3 separate regions of the Mus musculus genome follow, and regions 2 and 3 are each linked to region 1. A link is a contact called in public Hi-C and HiChIP or PLAC-seq data. All regions are on one chromosome and are shown on one strand. Each heading gives the region's core, a stretch centred on a gene start, on an enhancer-like site or on the middle of the called end of the contact. The rest is flanking DNA. Distances are from core to core; before and after follow the strand shown. Region 1 has its middle 20 kb from the start of Syt17. Region 2 holds the start of Gde1 (glycerophosphodiester phosphodiesterase 1). Region 3 holds the start of B230311B06Rik (RIKEN cDNA B230311B06 gene).

Region 1 (4,283 bases), core at 1,276-3,775:
ACATGGAAGACATTAACATTTTGTGTGTGGGTGCAGTTTATGATTGAACTCAGGGCTTTGCACTGATACGCACGCAGTAATCCTGAATATACCCCCACTGAAGAACAATCCTGAACAATTTTCTTGGAATCTTTTAGCTTTTTAGAAAGTAACATAGCACAAAGTTCTAGCCTACCCTAACAGTTTGCAGAGAGAAATTGTCGAAGCTATGAGATTTTCATTCGTGCAGTGCCATCCAATCTGTGCACACACACACACACACGCACATGCACACGCACACACACACACACACACACACACACACACACGTATGTGTGCCTGCATGTGTGTGCACACAGGCAGGTGCTGCATGTGTATATGTGTGTGTGTTCTGGTGTATCTGCACATATGTGTCCATGTATGTCAAGACCAGGACATGTCATTCTCTCCCACCTTGCTTTTGAGACAGGGTCTCTCACTGACCTTGAACTTTCCAAGTGGACCAGGCTAGCTGGTCAGTGAGCCCCGGGATCCACCTCTCTCCATGAGTCTGGTGATAGGATTACAAGGACACATCACCACTTCTTGCATTGTACATCTTTGTTGTTGTTGTTGGTTTTTTTGTTTGTTTGGTTGGTTTTGGGTTTTAAAGACAGGGTTTCTCTATATAGCCCTGGCTGTCCTGGAACTCACTTTGTAGACCAGGCTGGCCTTGAACTCAGAAATCTGCCTGCCTCTGCCTTCCGAGTGCTGAGATTAAAGGCGTGAGCCATCATGCCCGGCTTACCTTTTACATTTTTACTGTAGGTTCTGGGCATTGAATTTGGGCTCTCCGCTTGGATGGCAAACACTCTACCAACTGGACAATCTGCCCAGCTCCCAGACTTAAATATGGATCTCACTACATTTTCCTACTGACACCCCCTTTCTGACCCAAAACCTAGATCTCACATTGAATTTGCTAACTTTGATTTTCTTTTAAAGTTCAATATTTGGGGATATATATCTGCTTACCCTTTATTACAAAAGGCAGGTGGCTAAGATTTTGTAAATAGAAGTGGTGTTGAAGCTCTCAAAAGTTAGTCAAGTTTGACAGAACGATGGCAGAAAGACAAGTGCAATGCTTGTGAGCGTCTGCTTGGGGGCTGGTGTGAGCTCGAGGCTGCATGGATGCCTTTCTTCCACCTCTGCTGCACTTAGGAACACATTATTTATTGAGCAATTGTCAGCACTGTTCGGCTCTTATCAGATCACTTACCTCATGAGGGCAGAGACCCAACTCCCTTTTTGGCCCTAACACAATGTCTGGCATTCAGTCTGTGCTCTGCAAACATTCACCAAATAAACCAGGCATATAATTGTTTTCCCTAAGTTTGTCATTATCTGTTTAACTGGTTGTAAGGTCAAAGTTTTATGGCTGTGTGCTTTTCTTTTCCTTTCTTTTAGATTTATTAGTGTGTGTATGATGAGAAGCACATGTGTGTGTGTGTGTGTGTGTGTGTGTGTGTGTGTGTGTGTGTGTATGTGTGTGTGTGTGTGTAGGTCAGAGAACAACCTTGTGGAATAATTTTTTCCTTTCCTCTTTGTGTGGGTTCTGGGGATCAAACCATAAGCTTGTGTGGACTCACTGGACCATCTTGCCAGACCTGTGTTATTTGAAACAGAGTCTTACTATGAAATGTAGGCTGGCCAGTCATCCACAATTCTCCTACCTCCACCGTCTGAGTGCTGACAAATGTCATCATGCCTGTTGAAAGTTATAAGTTAATCAGGTGGGGCTATAGTATGCCACAACAATTCATAGATCATTGAATCTCAGTGGCTTAGGAAAAACATACGTGCATCACCCAGTTTCCTGCATGTCTGAGGACGATCGAGGATGCCTCTGCACAGACCTCTTGATGCTTTAAGAGAAAGAGGGGGAGAGAGTTGAAAGCTGAATGTGTGCATGTCTAGGAGACCAGCACTCAGGAAGCAGAGGCAGGAAGCTGCAGGGTGTGAAGCCAGCCTGGGCTACGTATTTTGGTTGTCTTTGTGTATTGTATGTATATCCTTTTGGTTAAAAGTAGCAGCAGTTACATGACTTCCACTAGCTGAAGAGACCTATGAAATACAGCCTTCCTTTGACCACAGAAAGAGGTCCATGAAAGGGGTCTCGGTGGGTGTGGCTTCGTGCATCCCAAGTTTAATGGCTTTTTTTTCCCCTGTGTAACCCTGTCTGTGAAATAGACAGCCTCTGCTTCTACACACTTGCTCTGGCCCCTGGCTTGGCACAGAAAGGACACACTGTTGGGACTTGCAGATGGAACAAATGGATGCATAAATCAAGGACCATCATCTCGCCTTCGCCTGGCTTTGGGCAGCACACCCTCTGAGTCATATTTAATTCCCTCGCTTCCAGGCTGCACTCTTGAAAAGATCCTAATTAGATTCTTAGAAGAAATGATGCCCATCAGACAAACAAATGACAGGAGGTTGCCCGCAGAGCTCAACCCCAGGCTGGGAAAATGTAATAAAAGGGCCCGTCTCTCTAGGGAGGAGATGGATATGCAAAAAAGGTCATTCTGACTCACAGAAGGTGCCTTGCCCACCGTGTGTGCATGCTTCAAGGAGCAGAGCTTGGCTTGACGTTGCTCTGAGGGGTGGGGAAGAGAACACTTCTACACTACTGCAAATGTGCTTGCTTCTGATGACATCAGCACCCGAGTGTTCTCATTGTCAGCAAGGATGTTTTACAACCAAAAAGGCAGGAGGGGGATGGGTGTGTAATCCACAACCAGTTCTATTCCAAACATTGCAAGGCAAGGCAACACCCAGATTTTGGGATAAGACATAAAATGCCTTGGCATTCTGAGAGAGAGAAAGAGAGAGAGAGTTTGGGGGGGGATGTGCACATAGAGTGTAAGTCCTCTGCCTGAGCAGCAAGTGCTCTTGAGATGAGCCACCTCCCCAGCCCCTAGTGATCTTGCTTGCTTTCTACTCTTCTGTGGGAATGTACATGGTTTGTCACAGCGTTGTCCAGCCTCTCCCAAAGGACTTCAGGATGACTCTACAATGGTCATCTATATTACACATGAGGTAGCTGAGGGTCAGAAACCTTAACACTTATTGTGAGTTAATATCTGTTGCTGAGCAATTAGTGCCCTGTGGGGTGTGTGTGTGTGTGTGTGTGTGTGTGTGTGTGCCTGTGTGTGGTCTGTGGTTGCTTTATAAATAGAAATACCGGAGTTGGTGAAATGGCTGTGGGGTCAAAGGTGTTTGTTGCCAAGGCTTACGACCCAAGTTCAGTCCTCAGGACCCACACCGTGAAAGAGAACAGATGCTTACAAGCTGCCTCTGACGTCCACGTGTGTGCTAAACATTTCTCTCAAGAAATAAATATTATGAAAAGAAAAATTTAAATTTATTTTTAACATGAGTGCAAGAGAGATGGCTCAGCACTCGGGCTGTTGGTGGTACCTTCTGGAACTGTGTGACATGTGGGTCTGTGCTTGGTTTTCTCAACACTGTGACAGGATGCCAGACATAAACAACATAAAAGGTTTATCATGGCTCATGGTTTTAGAGACCTTGGTTCATAGTCCTTGGCTTTGCTGATTGTGGGACCATGGTGAGGCAAAGCATTATGGTGGTGGGAGTGTGTGGGAGGAGATTCTGTACTTGGAGGTGGACAGGAAGCAGGCAGAGACAGAAAGGAGTCAGAGCAGGCTGTGCCCTTTAAAGCCACTCCCCAGTGGTTTGCAATCTTCCCACAGGCTTCACCTGCCATAGCTCTCCCAGTGTCCAGCCAGCTACAGTCTGCTTGGTCTATCAACAAGTTAAACATCGCTTAGGTCAGAGCTTCGAGATGGAGCCTTCTCTGTAAACACCCACAAGTGTGCTTTTCTAATCCCTTAGGGGGTCTATTAGTTCATTCACTTGACAGTGGAGCTTGGCAGCTGAAGATCTATCTGCTTCTGTTGTGAGGACATCACGGCTCCACACTGTTACTTTAAGCAGTTACCCCTTGCTGCTTGGAGTGAAAACAGTGTAGCTTTTAAGCATTGTTCAACAGACATGACGTAGAAAACAGGAACGGAGCCTCCACCCTTACATTTTCCTACTTCTGTGCTGCTGTGGATCCGACCCAGGGTCGTGTACATGCTAAGCAAAAGCCCTACCATTGAGTCGCATCCCAGCCCTCTGGAATTCTTGGAGTTCCACGTTTTTGCTTTTTCTCTGATAGTTAGTACTCTCTGCAGCTGACAGCCCAGACTGCAGAATCAGACACAAATGTGAACTGACCGTCAATTAGGCATGACCGA
Region 2 (4,283 bases), core at 1,133-3,632, 240 kb before region 1:
TGTTCAGGGTTCGCAGAGCTGCCACTACTGGGAGTGGCAATGGAGTATGGACCAGAGACACTGAGCACTGTGGCTGCCACCTGATTCTTTCCAGAGACCTCTACTCAGGTGAAAACAGGATTGATTGATTGATTGATTGATTGATTTTGGGTTTTTTCAAGACAGGGTTTCTCTGTATAGCCCTGGCTGTCCTGGAACTCACTCTGTAGACCAGGCTGGCCTCGAACTCAGAAATCCGCCTGCTTCTGCCTCCCAAGTGCTGGGATTAAAGGTGTGCGCCATCATGCCCAGCTCACAGGCAAGATTCTTCAGACAAGCCAATATGAAACAGAGTTGGAGTTTATTAGGAGTTTACTGTGTCTTAGCTGTAGCTGTGCTGTGTTTTAGTGGTTCTCCTTGTTTTAGGTAGTCCTATGAAAAATTTTCCTACCCTCTTTTTCTTTCAATAAATGAGGTAATTTTTTTCTTTCTCCTCCCCACCCCCCACCCCACCAGACAGGGTTTCTCTGTATAGTCCTGGCTGTCTTGGAACTCACTCTGTACACCAAGCTGACCTCAGACTCAGAAATCCACTGAGATTAAAGGCCTGTGCCACCACTGCCTGGCCTACATTTTTATTTTATGTGTGTGTGTGTTTGTATGCATGTGTGTTTATGCAACTCACAAGTACAGTGTTTGCATTCCTTCAAGGCTCCACCCCACAGTTACGTGGCAACAGCCAGGTATGCCAGACTCACTATAAAAGAGACTGTTTGTCCCTTCCTCGATCTTATCTTCTTATCCTCTTACTCCCTGCCCTTCTCTCTCTCTTCCCCATTTCCCTCTCTTCTCTCCCCATGTTCCCTGCCAGCCTCCCCTCCCCCTCTGCTTTCTCTGCCTTTACTCTCTCAACACCCCTCCCCATGCCCTAAATAAACTCTATTCCATACTATATCCGTCATATGGCTGGTACCACATCTTGCCTGTCCTCTTCTCTCTCTCTCTCTCTCTCTCTCTCTCTCTCTCTCTCTTAATAAAATGTTATATACCATGCCCACAGTGGCCAGAGAAGGGTGTTAGAGCCTCTGGAATTAAATGAGTTACCATATGTAGGCTGGGGATTGAACTCAGTTCCTCTGGAAGAGCAGCCAGTACTCCCAATCATTGAGTCAGCTCTCCAGCCCAATAAATGAGATTTAAGGTGGCTTTCTGGGCACACTGAGAAGAGCCACAATCCTTAAGATAAAACCATGATTCACAAAGGTCCCACAAGGAGGTGAACGCATCTTTACTGTCAACGAGATTCCTAGCAAATTGCAGGCTTGCAGATGGAAAAGGAGAAAAGCCATATATTAGACCTTTAGATTTGTTGCTATTTGAACATTCTAACTTGAAGCATCTCCATATAAAAGGAATGTGGGCTACCCATGCAGGAATTCTTGATGCTTAAAGTCAAGAGGCTTTAACCACACTTCTAGTAAGAGCTCTTTTTCCTTCCCACGGTCCCTTAATTTTCCTTGTCTTGTTATCGTGCTCAATACTACTTCCCGCAAGGGGAAGGTACTTTCACTAAATGCAGACATGTGTCCTGGTGGAAACAGCCCTTGCAAGAATGAAGATATTCCAAAGAGACATTTGTAAGTCACCCTTCTTGATATTATTTTGAGGCATGGACCGCAGGAAATTGGAATTTCCTTAGGAGTCTGATTTTGAGAGAAGGAAAGGGCTTAGAGCCTGTGTCCAGCCTGGAAAAAAATGTATCTTTTCTGTAAGTTCAAAGGGTTCTGAAGGTCCCGGACCTTTCTGAACAGACTGGAACTAAGTGGTCAATGATGGGCGGGGCTTCTTAGCCAAGCATGCCTCTTGCCCTCTATTTAAACCTAAACCTCCCGTCAGAACCCTGAAAACGGACTTGTGGGTGTGCTTTACTAGATTTCTTCCCGGTGTGTCCATTTCTCTGCTTTTTACTTTTTTTTTTGTTTGGTTCATGGAGCGTAACTTATTACAGCTCCAGGGTAAGCCTGGCTCATTACAGGCCCTGTCTCTGACCCAGAAGAACTCTGGAAACACTACTGGCACATTTTGAATAAGCAGGTTAAACATCCTGTTCCTTTTAAAGTCAAAGCCTTTAGTTTCCTCGAGGTCAGATACAAGGTCACTAAGAAACTTTGACCGTGTCACCCTCCTTCCACTAAGTCTGAAGGACAGGGTCTAAGTCTTGTCCTCACTTTACATAACCCGAAGCGCCCTTGGAACCCAGGCCTGGGGCAAGGGCCTGCTCCTGTTGCCATGACAGCGGTTCCGGCCCCCCAACGCCGAAGCTCCGGGACTCTGATTGGCTGGAGGGCGGGCTCTTTCTCGAGATGGGTCCGTCGGCGCCATTGTGCAGCGCTGCTCCCAGCGGAGGGTTCCGGCTGTGGCCAGTACCTCGGCGTCTACGCGTCGCCCGGCAGGTCCGGGGCTCCGGTCCGTGCCGGTGCAGGCGCCGGCATGTGGCTGTGGGAGGACCAGGGCGGCCTCCTGGGCCCCTTCTCCTTCGTGCTGGTGCTGCTGCTGGTGGTGACACGCAGCCCCTTCAACGCCTGCGTGCTCACCGGCAGCCTCTACATCCTGCTGCGGTTCTTCAGCTTCGAGCCGGTGCCGTCCCGCCGGGCCCTGCAGGTGCTCAAGCCCCGTGACCGCGTGTCCGCCATCGCCCATCGCGGCGGCAGCCACGACGCGCCCGAGAACACGCTGGCGGCCATCCGGCAGGTGAGCCCCGCGCACGCCTCGGGCCTGCTCCGCCGCTGACATCTCTTCTTCTCCTCCCGGCTCCGCATCCCTCCCCACTTCAGCTATTTCTAGAATTCCGCGGGTAATTGTAAGACTTGGTATGTGCCAGACGCTGGGATGGCAGCCAGGCACGACTCCTTTGACAGGGCTTTCATCTGGGTTGGGAGAGATAACATATGAGGCTACTTTAGGGTGGGGCAGTGCATTATGTAGCAGTAGTTTTCTATGAACTAGATATTTGTGAACTGTGAACTAGAATTACAAGGTTGGAATCAGTGGGAAGTGTTCCAGGATGCCGATGGCAAGTGCAAAGGGCCTGAGGTGAGGTTTATGTTGGAGTGGTAAGGTAGCAACACAACACAACAGGCTTATATGTGGTGCTGGCTTCGAGGAGCAGAACAAACTCTAGTGTATGGATGAATTAAGATATGAACTAGGTCAAATGGGTTCTTGTTAGTAAATGGGATTTCTCTCTTTTTTTCGAGACAGGGTTTCTCTGTAGTCCACTCCTTGAACTTATCAGACTGGCCTCAACTCAGATCCACCTGCCTGGTGGGGTTAAAGTGCTGGGACTAAAGACACCCACCACCACCAACTAGCAAGATATTCTTAATCACCCTTATCACAGGGTGTATTTCTGTCCTCTGTATTACTTGGATATTATCTTTATGGCCTCTTTCCAAATACACCTTCATCATAGTCGTCAACCCTGGCAGCCAGACTCCTCTGTCAATATTTGCTTCCCCTTTCCATAAGGCACCCAGGAGAATTTTAATAGCCCTTTGCCCTTGGAAGCCTTCTGTTTTCAGATTAATGTCAGCTTGTATGGCAAGAGCATTTCAGTGGATTATGGACTTCAGTGCACTACAGTCAGCCTTCATACGTGTTGGCCTTGCATCTGTGGGTTTAATTGTAGATCAAAAAAATAGCATGAAAGAAGTATGTGGAGTGACGTCACACCTTAACTGCTTACATAGCTAGATTGTTTTAGATGGAAGAATGCCAAGAGTTGACTTGAGGGGTATAGGAGGTCATTCCTGGGACATATGCAAATACTACAGCTTTTAGTCTGTTTTGCTTTGCTTTGTTTTGTTTTGTTGTTTTGTTTTTCCTTTGGTTTTTGAGACCGGGTTTCTCTGTATAGCCCTGGCTGTCCTGGAACTCACTCTGTAGACCAGACTGGCCTCAAACTCAGAAATCCGCCTGCCTCTGCCTCCCAAGTGCTGGTATTAAAGGCGTGCGCCACCATGCCCGGCTTGTTTTGGTTTTTTGGTTTTTTTGAGGCAGAGTTTCAGTAGCCTTGACTGTCCTGGAACTGGCTATGTGCCTTCCTAGCGTGAGGATTAAAGGCATGCACCATCATGCTTGACCTTTTAGACAGTTTTACATCTGTTCTTCCCATTTCTTTGAGGTGGGGGGAACTGTGACTCCAAGACAACACAGCACCTTCCAGCATAAGGCTTCCTGATTGGATGACTTGATGCTGTCTGGCAAAGATTAAGATATTTTCCAGGATATTTGAATGTGGGCTC
Region 3 (4,283 bases), core at 1,134-3,633, 130 kb before region 1:
CTGTGGGAAGCTGAGTCTGGTGCTCACAGCTGCATTCCCGAGCTGGCCTAGGGACTCCCCAGGCTACTTCTGGCCGTCTTCTCGAGGTAGGAGCCGAGATTACAGACTGAGCCCAATTTTACGTGGATGCTGAGGGTCCAACCTCGGATGCTCAGGCTTCTGCAGCAAGTGCGTCACCCACTGAGCCATCCCTCCCCAGTCCCCTATGGCAGCTCTTCAGTACTCTCTCAGCTTTGTGTGCTGGGAAATCCCAAGGACCTTCCTGCTCGCACTAATAGCCAGCACCAACAGAGGAAAGCAGAGGAGGTCGGCTGTGAACCATCAGTTCCATGTTACTCTACTTTAGTCCAGTTGTCCCCTCCTCCTCCCTTGCTTCAGCCAACCCCGACTCTTGTTGTTTCCTTGCCCCACCCCCCAGGGTTGGGGGTGGAACTCAGGACCTCCTGTTTACTATGCAAGAGCTTTACAGAGCTTCCCACCTCACCCCTGCCCCTGCCCCGCCCCCACTCCAGCTATTGATATCTTTGAAGCACCCAGGCAATTTGCTTCACAGGAATGTTCCAGAAGCTGTATTTGTTCCTCTTCACTGAACAGATGTCCCTTCCCAGCTGGAGACTGTGTGAACGATATATTTTTTTCTATATAAAGCACCCAATTTGGGAGGAGGGGTGGTCTTCTGTTACAGCAACTGTTGGCAGAATAGGGCTGGAGGGGAGATTAGCATATGAAAGAAGCCAGTTGGCGGAAGGCCTGGGAACTCCTCCCTCACCAGGGCTATGAGGAACAAACCAAGCTCACCCAAGGCACTCTCCCGAGAGGAGAGGCCTTAGAGACTCACCACACTCCCAGGTGGGGGTCCATCAGCACCTCTACTTTTTTCTCACCCTGGTCCAATTATTTGTTCTGGGACTTACGAACCTAGAAAGCTCAGCGGGTCCTCTCTAGACTCAGATTTACATATAACTCTGAGCTCAGTGCCCTGCCTCTGCCTCTTAGATCTGAGCTGAACAGAGATGACTAAGATTCTTTGTGTAGCCTAACTGTAAGGCTCCTAACCAACTCCAGAGCCTGCCTGTATTCTCCCCTGTGAACTCTAGTGTTGCCAGAGAGCCTTGCACAGTCATTTAGGAAGAAGGAGCCCTAATACCTGCTGCCCCTCACTGAGTGGGCCTCCTTCCTAGATGGTATCTGTCACCTGATCTATCTGCAGTGACAGTTTCATCAGCTCAGCCTAGATAGAAACCTCCTTAACTCCCTGTGGTGGCTAGTCGCCACAGTCGTCCTGATTGGAGTTCGAATCACCTCATGATTAATGAGACATTCCATCCTGCTGTGTGTGTGACAGATTGCTCACAGTTAGATACTGCAGGTTCTGACCTTGTATTTTGATGAATTCCCATCTAGATGGCACCCCTGGGAGGAAGCAGGGGTGGACGCGAGATGCTCTGCCCTCACCTCTTTCTTGCTACCATCCCTCTCTCTGCTTCTTGGCCAGCATGATAGAAGTTGGACCAACGCCTCTGAAATCTGGAATAAACTAAGTCCTCCCTCCTCCAATCTGCTCAGAGCAACTTAACTAATACAGCTCTAATATTCTGTCCTGGTAATTTCCTATCAGCAACCTCCAGCCTGCTCCTTGGTTATAGCTCCCAGATACCCAGGTCACATTAGGAGTCAAACCCACACCTCTCCCTGTCTGCACAATCCAGGTCCAGCTAATGCTTTTTTTAAACAGAGGAACAGATACCACTGATATAGGAAGAGAGTCAGGTTTGGTCATGCAGACCCATGATCCCTGAACTCTGGTGGCTTGAAGCAGGAATATTTTAAGTTTAAAGCCTGCCTGGGTTACCTAGCAAGCTCTTATCTAAAAGAGGAAAGAAGGAAAGGGGAGAAAATAGATGAGAGAGCAGAAGCACAGAGAGGCTTAGTAACAAGCCTTGGATCGCACAGCCAGTGAGTGAAGAACCATTTGCTGATCCAAGGCTGTCTCATTTTTCACTCTCTCTCTCTCTGGAAATGACAGCTTACCATGAGAAAGTTGGAATGATGACATACCAGAACAGCATGGTCCTCCCAAAAGGAGCCCTTGGAGCTCAACAGCCTTATAACAAATACCCACGAGGGCAGCTGCTGAGTGTGTGTGCTGGTGTCCTGCTGTCTGTCTGCAACAATAGCCAAAGGGAACTTTCCCTTCCCCCACTCACAGCGTTCTGGGCAGCAGCGTCTAGGCCATGAGCCACCTCAGAGAAACTTTGGCTCTCATCAGGATTCATCTCCTGCCTCGGAGATTTCAGCCAAGTCCTCCCTAGAGACAGAGAGTAGTCAGAACTCAGAGCAGGACAGTGTAGCAGGGCTGATGGGAATGGGTACAGGCGGAAGTCATTACCTCCGTAGGAGGGAAATGTTTTCCAGATGGACCGGAAGTACATCTGTGGGGGACCTTGGGAAGTGAGGAGGCCAGAGTGTGGAAGAGAGGAGGGACACTCCTTCTGTCTGTCCTGAGGAATCATGGTGGACACCCCATAGTAAAAGGCCACTTACCATGAGAAAAGTATGCCAGCTTACTCTACCAAATTCTGCTATATGGAAGAGTCCAGTGCTCCGTTAGGCTCAAGTACACACTGTGAAAGTGACAGAGGCACAGAAAGCCCACCAGAGAGCACTCACCCAGCACACGAGGAGGCACCAGGTTTCATTAGGGTTGGTGGTGTGAGTTCCTGCCAAAGCACTGCCTGGGAGGCTGAGGCAGGGGAATCTAGCTTGAGGCAAGGATAAACTGCATAATGAGATCTGTCTCAAAACAAAAAGAGCCAGGAATACAGCTTCATTAGTAATTTATCCAGCATGAAAGAATCCTGGGGTTTGAGCCCCACACTCATAAAACAGAATGGCAGTGTACACCTGCAACCCCAGCACTTAGGAAGCAGAGGCAGGTAGGTTAGAAGTTCAAGATCATTCATAGTGGATTTGATGGGATGGATACATGGGATGCATGAGACTCTGACTCCTTCCCTTTCCACTTCTCAAAAACAAAACAAAACAAACACGCCAGTTGTTATAAAAAGATTATTAAGAAAAAAAGGGTATAAGAATATGTTTTATGGGGGGTGTGGTGAGGTATGGGGAAGGGGACGCCTTGACAGGCTCATGCCAAGGCATCCCTTCTCCTTGAGGGACCAGCCACATGATGGTATAGTGTAGAATAGAGTTTATTTAGGGCATGGGGAGGAGAGTCAAGAGGGTAGTAGAGACAGAGAGAGACACAGAGAGAGAGAGAGAGAGAGAGAGAGAGTATAGAAGTAGAGGCTGGCCATGGCCACGTGGGGAAATGGAGGAAGGGAATGCAGAGAGAGGGAGAGCAAGAGGCAAGAGAAGAGAGACAAGAGAGAGGGGAGGGGGCAAGCAGCCCCTTTTATAGTGGGCCAGGCCTACCTGGCTTTTGCCAGCTAACTGTGGGGGGTGGAGTCCCGACAGAATTCCAATACCAGTAAAATGAATGAATGAGTAATAGTTATTGAGCAATCTCTGAGAGAAAGAGTCTCCCCTCCTCCATCCATTAATTCCCACAAGCCTAATGAACTTCTTGGTGATCTGCCATGACCACAGACCATTCCTACCATGGGACTTACGTTCTGTTGTACTGGGGTAGGCTGACAGCCACAATAATGCCACAATTACCAGGAAGGCAAGCTGTTAAAGAATGGTAAATGCCACAAGAGAAGGAGGCCTAGAGAAGAGGGTCAAGGGTCAAGGAGGGTAGGGAATGCATGCAGGTCTGCCAGGAAAAAGGCCAGGTGTGTTATTTGTCTTATTGCTGTGGTCAAAATGTATAACAATGAAGGAGGAAAGAGTTGCTTGGGCTCATGGTTTCAAAGGGATTTCAGCCCACCACGGTAGACTGGCATGGTAGACTGACACGGTAGACTGGCACGGTAGACTGGCATGGTAGGCTGGCATGGTAGGCTGGCATGGTAGACTAGACTGGCATGGTAGACTAGACTGGCATGGTAGACTGGCATGGTAGACTGGCATGTAGTGGTAGGAGGGAGTAGCTCAGTCACGTAGTGATTGTCTTAGTTAGGGTTTTACTGCTGTGAGCAGACACCATGACCAAGGCAACTCTTATAAAGGACAATATTTAACTGGGGCTATCTTACAGGTTTAGAGGTTCAGTCCATTATCATGAAGGTGGGAGCATGGTAGCATCCAGGCAGGCATGGTACAGGAGAAGCTGAGAGGCTACATCTTCATCTGACAGCTGCTTGCTACAAGAAAGCTTG

What was found. A called contact is a pair of places that touch in the nucleus more often than the background predicts. HiChIP or PLAC-seq counts read pairs in DNA pulled down with a chosen protein or histone mark.
Region 2: a contact with region 1 is called in an H3K27ac HiChIP or PLAC-seq map of extraembryonic endoderm stem cells. The contact joins the promoter of Gde1 here to the enhancer-like site in region 1. A contact is called at or near these places in 9 of 39 promoter capture datasets (3T3-L1-derived adipocytes, the SN4741 cell line, cranial neural crest and 5 more), 2 of 484 Hi-C or Micro-C datasets (the AML12 cell line and nephron progenitors) and 5 of 115 datasets of contacts at active chromatin or transcription factors (bone marrow-derived macrophages, extraembryonic endoderm stem cells, large pre-B cells and 2 more).
Region 3: a Hi-C map of the N1E-115 cell line shows a contact between it and region 1, with 4 times the contacts expected there. The contact joins the promoter of B230311B06Rik here to the enhancer-like site in region 1. A contact is called at or near these places in 1 of 39 promoter capture datasets (the 3T3-L1 cell line), 13 of 484 Hi-C or Micro-C datasets (the AML12 cell line, Kupffer cells, the N1E-115 cell line and 8 more), 2 of 115 datasets of contacts at active chromatin or transcription factors (intestinal villus epithelium and pancreatic cancer cells) and 2 of 9 other capture datasets (adipose tissue and liver).

Annotation. Positions count from the first base shown.
Region 1 is chr7:118,461,588-118,465,870 of GRCm38.p6, reverse strand. No RefSeq gene overlaps it. Among named protein-coding and RNA genes, the nearest start is that of Syt17, 20 kb to the right of the region's middle. Within about 2 kb of position 2,525, at least 25 of the 459 cell types and tissues checked have an H3K27ac peak or open chromatin away from gene starts, as enhancers often do. A contact at or near this core is called in the N1E-115 cell line, the SN4741 cell line and extraembryonic endoderm stem cells, where this site is marked.
Region 2 is chr7:118,703,837-118,708,119 of GRCm38.p6, reverse strand. It overlaps Gde1 (glycerophosphodiester phosphodiesterase 1), which reads left to right and starts at 2,382. Exons shown (of 6, transcript NM_019580.4): 1 at 2,382-2,730. The coding sequence starts at 2,470.
Region 3 is chr7:118,590,385-118,594,667 of GRCm38.p6, reverse strand. B230311B06Rik (RIKEN cDNA B230311B06 gene) reads right to left here and starts at 2,383. Exons shown (of 2, transcript NR_169121.1): 1 at 2,208-2,383.